Linked DNA regions of Hordeum vulgare: all the other regions are linked to region 3. A link is a contact called in public Hi-C data. All regions are on one chromosome and are shown on one strand. Each heading gives the region's core, a stretch centred on a gene start, on an enhancer-like site or on the middle of the called end of the contact. The rest is flanking DNA. Distances are from core to core; before and after follow the strand shown.

Region 1 (2,700 bases), core at 158-2,657, 340 kb before region 3:
AGGTCGCCTAAATCCATTGGACACAATGAGAGTAAAATTGGGAGGCGTAAAACCTGAGGACGCCACGCAAGGCAGAGGCAAAATATCAGGGAGGAGCTACAGCCAACAGCTATATGGATGGAGCGGCAAGCAATGCGAGGCTAGAAAAGAAGGCCTCGCTCGGCCACTCCATTAACACGGCACCAGCTTAGCTTAGGCATGGCCGATTTGGGCCGTTAATCTCTGGTCCAAGACGGTTAATTATTAGTTAGTGCCGTTTTTACCGATCCGTTTAGCCGTGTCCAAAATGCCGTCCTGTGATTAGAACCCTGCAAGCGTAACCGCCAACTCCTCACTTGGCCGCTAGTTTTTCCAGGCGCCATCTTCCAATCCAATCCACCAGTTGGTTTACCTTTCGTCTCCTTCCCATGTCATTGCTTTCCTTTTCTTGCAAGGCTGGGTTAACCCGGCCAATGTAAAAGGAAAAAAAAAAAAGCAATTCGTCGACAACAATAATATCTTCTTCTGGTGGTTAATTAGCCTTGACCACGTTTTTATCACCCTTTGGTTGAGGTTAGGATGAGGATCTAGCTTCTCTTGCTATAGTATGGAAGCACGTTCCCCCGGCCGTGTGTGTCGCACGGAAAACAGCTAGCGCAGGCATGGAAAAGTTGTTGCTTAACACAATATATAACTGATACACTTTGCGCAAGCAAGACTGTTATCGCAAAGTCCTGCAAGACATAATCACGTGCTTCCAGGATTGCTGTTTTACTTGCCATTTTTCATATATTTTTATATAGAAAGCAAATACTGTAGTAGTAGTAATGACTTCCGGAGGGGGAAGTTAATCAACATTTCGGTTTTAAACACGCGATTCTAAATGAGGTGTACCAATAAGGCAGGCCCGGTGCACATTCCATCCGTCCATGATTCTGCAATCTCACCGTAAATGGTTACCTTTTTCGTGTCCAGCAGTACCGAAAATCACATAATTAATGTAGCCATTACATCCAGACCAAAAAAGACAAGACAGAGGCATTTTCATGTTTGCAAACATGTGAAATAAGTTGTATCTCCAAGAAAAGATCCGCTGAAAGCAATGTGGCATGGAGAAGCAAGCAGGGTGGTTAAATCCATCCATCCAGCATTTTCAACGCAAAGGAAGCAACCCCCGGTCCCTTGAGACCAAAAACATCGCTGATAGGCTTTATAGAGACAAGACCAAAATTAGCTAGCTAGGCAAAACTTGAATCGGTAGCAATGCCAATGCAAGATATGTGAAGCGAAAATGTGGTTGTGCCTGCCAACTCCAATTGACAAGGCATAACATGTCGCCATTTAAAACGCCAAAACCATCTATGTATAATCCAGCAAGATATATCCACCATGTCATGTCACCAACCTACCTTGTATCATGTATGTAGTACATCCATCCCCATGGGAAGAAAGAAGAAGAGAAAGAAACAGGGAGCCCCAAGTGAGTGAGAAACAAAGGCAGCAACAAATGAAGCAAACAACCCAAGCCAAGCAAAGGCGGCATGCAAAGCAAAGGCTGCCAAAGAGAGGATGCACACACTAACCACAATCATGAATGGGCAAGGCCAGCCCCCACCACCTCACCACCCTTAACAAAAACACCAGAAACCGAAATTTGGGAGGAGGAGAAATCAAGAAAAAGCTGAGGAGAGAGAAGGGAGGGTGGGAGGATCAAGAAAGGGAGGAGAGGCTTTGCATCCAAGCGTGCTCCCCCCCAAGCAACCCCCCTTCCCTCCTTCCGGTCAGCGTCCCTGTTGACCACTCCGTTGCAACGGAACGGAACGGAGGGCATCCTCCTTCCTTGTGTAGCCAGCCACGCACCCCCTGCTCCCTCCTAGGACTATATATAACTCCTATCCTCTCCCATTCTCGCCATTACGGACACACCATCTCTCTTCTCTTCTCTTCTCTTTCTCCCCGCAACCGTCCAAGACTTGCAACAGCTCGCCGCCCGCAACGACGTAACACGGACGCCGCATCGTGGAACGGGGGCAGGCGGCATGAAGACGAGGCGTGGCGCCTGCTACTCCTGCCATGAGCCGGCGGCAGAGGAGCCGGAGATGCACCGCCGGAAGAGGCGGAGGACGGCCATGGAGGCGGCGGGGTGTGCTGCCGCTGCCGCTGCCGTCGGAGACATGTTCGAGGACCTGCCGGATGACCTCTTGCTGTCCATACTTGCTGATGTCGCCGCGTCCGCCCGCTCGCCGGCCGACCTCGCCGGCGCCACCATGACGTACGTCCCTGTTTCCTCTGCTTTCTTGTAGTATTACGATGGATGAATGCGATTCGTGATTGTCGCTGGGATGGAGATGGAGTTCTTACGGGGATGTGCGTGCAGGTGCAAGAGATTCAGGGAGTTGGGCCAGAGCAAGGTTGTTCTTGCCAAGGTGTCGCCGCGGTGCCTCGCCGTCCGGGCCAAAAGCTGGTCGGACTCCGCCCACCGCTTCCTGCAGCGCTGCGCCGACGCCGGCAACCTCGACGCATGCTACCTTCTTGGCATGGTAAGAACCATGGCCATCGTAACTGACTCACCCATGTTTCCTTTGTGCTTGGCGATCGTAACTGACTCACCCATGTTTCCATTGTTTTTGGTGCGCTATAGATCCGCTTCTACTGCCTGGGGAGCCGGGGGTCGGGAGCAGCGCTGATGGCTGCGGCGGCGGTGGGTGGCCACCGGGAGGC
Region 2 (2,700 bases), core at 14-2,513, 370 kb after region 3:
CAAGCAACAACACCTTGTTCATAATCAGAAGACCCTGACTATCTTTGATCAACTGGCTAGCCAACTAGAGGCTTGCTAGGGACAGTGTTTTGTCTATGTATCCACACATGTATATAAGTCTTCATTCAATACAATTATAGCATGGATAATAAACGATTATCTTGATACAGGAATTATAATAATAACTATATTTATTATTGCCTCTAGGGCATAATTCCAACAATAGCTTGTGGCGAGTGTAAGCCAACTCCTTATCTCATCTTTTCGACACATGTACTTGTAACGATATCCATTCTTGCGAAATGATGAGATGCGTTTCTATCCCTGTCGAGGCCCTTGCGCCAAAATAAAGATAGGATCACATCTTAACGTTACATAAATGCGAAAGTAAATATTCATGGTTTGAGTAAGGATGAAGGGGTTACTCAAAAGAAGAGAGTAACGATGACGGGGAGAGCCCAAACATAGTTTCCATCTGTATTTAGCTTGTCCACTAATACCAAACGGGACAACCGATAGTAGCAATGTTTGTCTAACCCTTCATCGTCCATGTTAAAATGAGATGCTTAGCATACGACCATCATGTGAAACCAATTGCAGTTGTGGTCACACTTTTGTTACCAATGTTATATACATTGGTATTATTTGGTCTCCTACCCCTGATAACAACACGGCAACCGGAATGCTCCATCATGTATAACTATTGATGCCAAGAACCATACGGTAATTTAGTAGAGTTTAAGAGGAGACGACACACAATGCTTGTAGGAAGAGACAGTCTGAGCATTTGCGATTGCCATAGAAAAACATTTTGATTTGTATTGCCTTTATAGACTGTTCTACACATTTGCAATTGCCATAGATGAACAATTTCATTTCTTATTATCTTTATAAATTGTTTTGCTCCATAACAGCGCACGTGCATCCAACTAGTATGGACCTAAATATAAGACCTTTTAAAAATTCTACTATGAACTACGTACGGAATAAAATGAGTGAACATATACTCTAAAATATGTCTATATATATCCGTATGTAGTCCATAATGTAATCTTTAAAAGGTCTTATATTTAGGAACGGAGGGAGTAGGAGGTACAACACTTCTCCAAGGGGTCTCTCTCTAAAAAAACACTTCTCCAAGGGGTGTGAACCCATTATACATCTGGCCCATGAATTCCCCACCAAAGAGCCCGACTCCTTTTGTCAGTTTTGGCCCAGCACGTTGTCCAGAGTAATCCGATCGAACACAACCGCCTCTCCCCGAAATCGTATCTCCACGGGACAAATCTCCCACGAGTCATAAAACCGAAATCGCGAGAAGCGAATTCCCCACAGCTTTCCTCCTTCTACCAGACGCCGCAGCCATGGCTTCTGCCGAAACCCTAGCCCGTTCCCCATCTCGCGAGCCCTCGTCCGACCCCCCCCGCGATGCCCCCCGCGACGCCTCCTCCGAGCCCCACCACAACGGCTCAGCCAACGCCGCTGGCGACGGCGACTCGTCTTCCCGCCGCCGCCGCCGCAGCCGATGGGAGCAGTCCAACGACGAGTCCGGTGCCAATTCAGGCGGTGAGGGCGGCGCGGGAGGACGGAAGCGGAAGTCGCGCTGGGCCGAGGAGGAGCCCCGCCCGACCATCGCACTTCCGGATTTCATGAAGGACTTCGCCGCCGAGATGGATCCCGAGGTGCACAACCTCAACTCGCGCCTCCTAGAGATTTCGCGCCTGCTGCAGTCGGGGCTACCCCTCGACGACCGCCCTGAGGGCGCCCGCTCGCCGTCCCCTGAGCCGATATATGATAACCTGGGCATCCGCATCAACACCCGCGAATACCGAGCGAGGGAGCGCCTTAACCGCGAGCGGCAGGAGATCATCTCCCAGCTGATCCGCCGGAATCCCGCCTTCAAGCCCCCGGCGGATTACCGCCCACCCAAGCTCCATAAGAAGCTCTACATCCCCATGAAGGAGTACCCTGGGTACAACTTTATTGGACTCATTATTGGGCCCCGTGGCAACACACAGAAGCGGATGGAGAAGGAGACAGGGGCCAAGATCGTAATCCGAGGGAAGGGCAGCGTCAAGGAAGGGAAGTTGTTGCAGAAGAGGGACTTGAAGCCAGATCCCAGTGAGAACGAGGACCTTCATGTGCTTGTCGAGGCTGATACTGAAGAAGCGTTGGAGGCTGCTGCAGGCATGGTGGAGAAGCTGCTTACCCCTGTGGACGAAGTGCTAAATGAGCACAAACGCCAGCAGCTGCGTGAGCTTGCAGCTCTGAATGGAACAATCAGGGATGATGAGTTCTGTAGGACTTGCGGGGAGCCGGGTCACCGGCAGTATGCATGCCCGAACAGGACAACGACTTTTAAGAGCGAGGTGCAGTGTAAGATCTGTGGTGACGGTGGGCACCCGACAATTGATTGTCCAGTGAAGGGTACATCTGGGAAGAAAATGGATGACGAATACCAGAACTTCCTTGCTGAGCTTGGTGGCAGTGCACCTGAGTCGATGAACAAGTCTGGTGGTCCGATGCTGGCTATAACAGGTAGTGGTGGTGGTGGTGGTGGCGGTGGTGGTGGGAGTGGTAGTAACTCACCCTGGGCTGCGGGTAATGGTGCAGCAACAGCAGGAGCCAACGGGCTCAAGAAAGACTATGACGAGACCAATCTTTATATTGGGTACTTGCCACCTATGTTTGATGATTCAG
Region 3 (2,700 bases), core at 196-2,695:
TTCCAAAAAGTATTTTATAAACTTTTTTAGTGTGAAACGTCAACTGTTTTTGAAATTATGAGCAATTTTACAAAACAACATTTTTTAAAATTCTCACCGAATATTTTTTGAGTTGGCGAACAAATTGTGAAAACATGAATAATTTTTTGAATTTATAAACAAATTTCGAAAACATAAAATCTATTGAATTTGTGAACAAATTTAGAAAGCTGGAACATTTTTTGAGATGGTGAACTATTTTAAAACGTGAACAAAATTTCAAAAAGTTGATTTTTTCTTTGAAAATGTAAACAAAATTCGTAAATTTTGTACAAAGACGTGTAGAGTTTAAAAACATTAAAAAAATTCAAATTTCAGATCATTACTGAAAAATGTGAATAATATTTCGAAAAGTGAACAAATTTTGAAAAACACGGGCAAAGGTCTATGAATTCCTATAGAAGAAACATGCACACTGTTTTTAAAGCATGAACAAATTTCAATATCCGATTTTTTTGTAAAGGTGGACAATTTTTTCAAAATAACAACAAATTTACTAAAATTCTGAACAATTTCGAAAAACATGAACGATATTTGAAAAATTTGAAGAATATTTGATAATATGAACAAAATTCCTAAATTCTGAACAAAAACGAGGATTTTTTTTTAAAAACATGAGTTTTTTTTGAAAATGTGAACAAAATTCATTTACTTTATATGAAAACATGAACAAAATTTGAAAACATGAACCGATTTCAAATTTACAAACATTTATGAAAAAGGTGAAGAATTTTTAGAATTCCAGATTATTTTTCGAAAATTTATGAACAAAATTGAAAAACAAGAATAAATTTCAAATTGTGAACAAAATTATAAAATGTGAATATTTTTTGAATCTGTGAACAAATTTTGAAACAGCAAACATTTTTTGAATTATGAACAAATTTTGAAACATGAACAAATTTTGAAACGTGAACAAATTTCAAATTCATGAATAAAACTATAAAATTATTAACATTTTTCGTTAAACCGTAAAAAAAATTCAAAGTGCAAACAAATTTTGAAACATGAACAAAATTATAAAATTATAAATAATTTACAAATTCATGAACAAATTTTTGAACCGTAAACATTTTTTCATTTTGCACAAATTTTGAAACCATAGACATTTTTTGAATTGTGCACAAATTTTGAATTAATTAAAAAACAAAATGGAAACAAAACAAAAACAGAAAAGGAAAAACTGAGAGAAAAGAAAACAGAAATATATGAAAAAGAAAAACGGAAAAAAGAAAAAACCGGTTCAAGGAACCTTCTCGAAGTTTCCCAAAACCAAAAAATCGGCTGGGAACACGGTTTCCAAAACCGGAGGCGTTGGAATGCTTAAACGGGCAAGCCTGTTGCGTCGCTTCTCGGTCGCTCGCGTGTGCGAAGCACCGACAGCTTGACGCAACAAGCGACAAATAGGAGATTCCCTCTTTCAGATGGGTCCAAGGAAGGCGCCTGGGCCGGATGGGCTTCCGGCCTTATTCTACCACTAAGACTGACTGCTGGTACGTAACAATGTTTGTCGGATGGTCAAAGATTTTCTGAAGGGGATGACGGCACCAAAAGCATTTAATGCACTGGTCATTGTTATGATTCCAAAATGTAATTCTTCATAGTTACTATAACAATTTCGACCTACCAGCCTATGTAATGTATTCTATAAGATCGCGACGAAGGTCTTTACAAACCGACTGAAAGGTACATTACATGTTCTCATCTCTGAGGAGAAAAGTGCTTTCATGTATTTACTGATAATGTACTTTTGGCATACGAGTGTGTTCACGCCATTCATAAAAGGAAAAGAATGAAGTCGTTATGTGCGGGTTAAGTTAGACATGATAAAGACATATGATAGAGTGGAATGCTTGTTTTTGCAGCAAATGATGGAACATATTGGCTTTGCACATCGATGGATTTCTACGATCATGAGATGTTTGTTGTATGCCAACTATGGTGTATGTACTAACTCATGGCCGTTACTATGTTGTGTTGCTCTCTACTCTTTCCCTCTTCTTGTTATGTTTTCTCTCTGTCTAATGCGTAAATGGATTGTTTTTCTCAATATTTTCTTTTCCAAAAAGAAATGAAAAGTATAATTTCACCACATTGCCGCGCGGTTGCATGCGAGTTGTAAGGCCCATATTGATTATTGTTCATCACTCCTTTGTCCATACAGGAAAATGTTATGTTGTCGTAGCAACCGCTTCCTCTGCGCCTTCTCAAATTTAATTTTTGATCATCACTTCTTTCTTCATCTCCTTATTTTTATCCCATTTTGCATTTTTTTTCATAATTTTCATTTTATTTTCTCGGTTTTCTTTGTTCTTGTGGTAATTACTTTTACATTTTTTGTATATGTCAACAACATTTTTCTAATACATGTCCAACAATTTTAAAATAAAAATTAAACATTTTTGTAATACACAGTCAACAATTTTTCTATACATATTTTTCAAATGCATTATTAACATTTTCTAAATATAATATTTACATTTATTGAATCCATGGTCAATATTTTTTATACATTTTAATCATTTTTGAAATGCTTAATTAACAGTTTTTAAATAAAAGGTTAATGTTTTTCAGTTCAGGGTCAACATTTTTGTAATACATGATCTACAATTTGTTACAAACGTTAAACATTTTTTGAATACTTAAATAACATTTTAAAAA
Region 4 (2,700 bases), core at 75-2,574, 470 kb before region 3:
TTCATCCTCTCTTTTTTGTTGGAAATATGCCCTAGAGGCAATAATAAAATAGTTATTATTATATTTCCTTGTTCAAGATAATCGTTTATTATCCATGCTGAAATTGTATTGAATGAAAACTCAGATACATGTGTGGATGCATAAACAACACTCTGTCCCTAGTAAGCCTCTAGTTGATCAAAAATGGTTAAGGTTTCCTAGCCATAGACAAGTGTTGTCACTTGATAACGAGATCACATCATTAGGAGAATGATGTGGTGGACAAGACCCAAACTATGAACATAGCATGTGATCGTGTCGTTTTATTGCTACTGTTTTTCTGCATGTCAAGTATATGTTCCTATGACCATGGGATCATGTAACTCAGTGACACAGGAAGAATACCTTGTGTGTATCAAACGTCGCAATGTAACTGGGTGACTATAAAGGTGCTCTATAGGTATCTCCGAAGGTGTCCGTTGAGTTAGCATGGATAAAGACCGGGATTTGTCACTCCGTATGACAGAGAGGTATCTCCGGGTCCACTCGGTAATAGAACATCACAACAAGCCTTGCAAGCATTGTAACTAAAGAGTTAACCACGGGATTTTGTATTACGGAACGAGTAAAGAGACTTGTCGGTAACGAGATTCAAATAGGTATAGAGATACTGACGATCGAATCTCGGGCAAGTAACATACCGAAGGACAAAGGAAATGTTATACGGGATTAACTGAATCCTTGATATAGAGGCTTAACGGATTAAGATCTTCGTAGAATATGTACGATCCAATATGGACATCCAGTCCCGCTATTGGATATTGGTCGGAAAGGTTGAAGGTCGACTGGAAGAGGAGGAAGGGTGACGGAGGACGAGGACTTGGACGCGAGAAAGGTTGGAGGGCGTCATCCTTATATCCATTCCATATTTGAGTTGCATATGAGGAATGTTCAAACGTTAAAGACCCGTTTAAAAAAATCCGTCTGAATCAAAATTCATGACCAGTCACTGATTAGACGGCTTGTGCGAGCGTATCACACGGGTTTGGAGCACCCGGCTCTATATGCTCACCCCTGTTACATGCGTGTGCTTACGGGGGAAATTAACGGTCAAGATTCTGGCTCGGCGGGTATGCGTCTATGCGAGCGACCGGATGGACGCCACAGCACTCCACGCATTCCGTACGGACGACTTGACCCCATCTTATTGTATGTCGGACTGGATGCTAGCTAGCCGCCGATTCCGACCTGCTTCGTGTGATCCGTGGCGTCAAAGCAGCTTTGACCACGAACTCTGGCTCGGTCGCCTCGGTCGCTCGCGTCGCACGCAACCAGCTTCGCCGCACGCGTGTTCAACCACGAGCTTGGGCTGCATGCTGGCTTTCTTGCCTACGCCTGGCTGACCGATCAACCAAAACACCAACGCATGGTTTGCCTTCACACAAATATCCAAGCTATGGTCAAACTGTGCCACTAAGTTTATACGGAAACCACCTCACGGGACTCTTCCATACAGTCTAATTCTTGCTGATTGGCATGTAAACATCAGTGCACAATGGTCCAATCATAGGAGCTGAAGATATCAAACATGGACAAATCCACCCCCATCCGCGGAAGTGTCCAGACACGTCCGTAAACGCATCAGGACGACCTCTCATATTTCGCTTCTGTCATTTACATATTTTAAATTTAAACTCTTAAATCCATACAAATTCATGCATTTAGATCACACAAACCATTATCACACGTAAATAACAAATGTTGATACTAAACATGCATGCGATACGTTTTAAATTCACTCTCTCTCTCTCTCTTGAAATTGCCATGTATTATGTTTTTTAGAGTGTCCATATACATTTAAAAATGTAAAGTTGGCATCGTGTGTAAAACAAAAAGAATTCAAACCTAAACGTTGCCATGTAACCGATACTTTTTCCCCAAAACAAAAAATGTCATTGTTTTTAGGAAATCATGGAAATATGGCAAACAATTGTTCTACACTTCATCGAAACTTGGGGAAAAACTTTGTTGCCATGCTACTTAAAATAAAGCTACAATGGACAAAATAATAATGCTTCCATGCTCTAAGAAGTAAAGTTCTCCTGCTCTAAAAAAATAAAATTGCCATGGTACCTCTAATAAAATATAACTAATTTGCAACGACAAAAAAGCATGGTAACATGTCTGAAAAAATGCCATCATTCGTTGAACAAAGAAAAAAATGTAAAACAACCATATGAGCAATACAAAGTTTTCCAAAATTTGCCAAACCTATTAGTAACCATAGACTAACAAATTTAAGTTGGCACAAACAAAAAGGGACAAACTTCCATGCTTATAGACGAGTGAAACTAGATATCTAGGTAGACATGGTTCATAGTTGCCATATACTTTACATTTAGCTAATGTAAAAATTGGAAAATTTTAGCTAGCATAAAAAAATGCGGAAAATAGTCAAATATTGGGAAAATTGATTTGGAAAAACCATGTTTTTTGGGAAAATAGCCATGGTCTAAGTAACAAAAAATGCCATGGTCTAAAAATAGAAAATTGACATAACTTAAATAATAAAAATGTTATCCTCTGAATAAAGAAAATTGCGATGCCACCCACACTAAGAACTAACATGGTCTAATTAATATGCCGTCGTTGAACTAATCAAATTGTGATAGTATAAAATAATAAAGTTGCGATGCTACCCAAACCAAACCTACCATGGTC

Evidence for each region. Hi-C and Micro-C count contacts between places; a contact is called where the count stands out from the background.
Region 1: a contact with region 3 is called in a Hi-C map of seedling, with 5 times the contacts expected there. The contact joins the promoter of LOC123426528 here to the enhancer-like site in region 3. A contact is called at or near these places in 3 of 6 Hi-C or Micro-C datasets (leaf and seedling) and 1 of 1 datasets of contacts at active chromatin or transcription factors (embryo).
Region 2: a contact with region 3 is called in a Hi-C map of seedling, with 4 times the contacts expected there. The contact joins the promoter of LOC123426531 here to the enhancer-like site in region 3. A contact is called at or near these places in 1 of 6 Hi-C or Micro-C datasets (seedling) and 1 of 1 datasets of contacts at active chromatin or transcription factors (embryo).
Region 4: a contact with region 3 is called in a Hi-C map of leaf, with 6 times the contacts expected there. The contact joins two enhancer-like sites. A contact is called at or near these places in 3 of 6 Hi-C or Micro-C datasets (leaf and seedling).

The regions. Positions count from the first base shown.
Region 1 is chr2H:430,141,099-430,143,798 of MorexV3_pseudomolecules_assembly, forward strand. It overlaps LOC123426528 (F-box protein At5g50450), which reads left to right and starts at 1,408. Exons shown (of 3, transcript XM_045110369.1): 1 at 1,408-2,251; 2 at 2,357-2,519; 3 at 2,621-2,700. The coding sequence starts at 2,019.
Region 2 is chr2H:430,847,168-430,849,867 of MorexV3_pseudomolecules_assembly, forward strand. It overlaps LOC123426531 (splicing factor-like protein 1), which reads left to right and starts at 1,264. Exons shown (of 2, transcript XM_045110370.1): 1 at 1,264-2,700. The coding sequence starts at 1,365.
Region 3 is chr2H:430,479,061-430,481,760 of MorexV3_pseudomolecules_assembly, forward strand. No RefSeq gene overlaps it. Among protein-coding and RNA genes, the nearest start is that of LOC123430201, 4.2 kb to the left of the region's middle. Within about 2 kb of position 1,446, at least 3 of the 3 cell types and tissues checked have open chromatin away from gene starts, as enhancers often do. A contact at or near this core is called in leaf and seedling, where this site is marked.
Region 4 is chr2H:430,007,012-430,009,711 of MorexV3_pseudomolecules_assembly, forward strand. No RefSeq gene overlaps it. Among protein-coding and RNA genes, the nearest start is that of LOC123426528, 130 kb to the right of the region's middle. Within about 2 kb of position 1,325, at least 3 of the 3 cell types and tissues checked have open chromatin away from gene starts, as enhancers often do. A contact at or near this core is called in leaf and seedling, where this site is marked.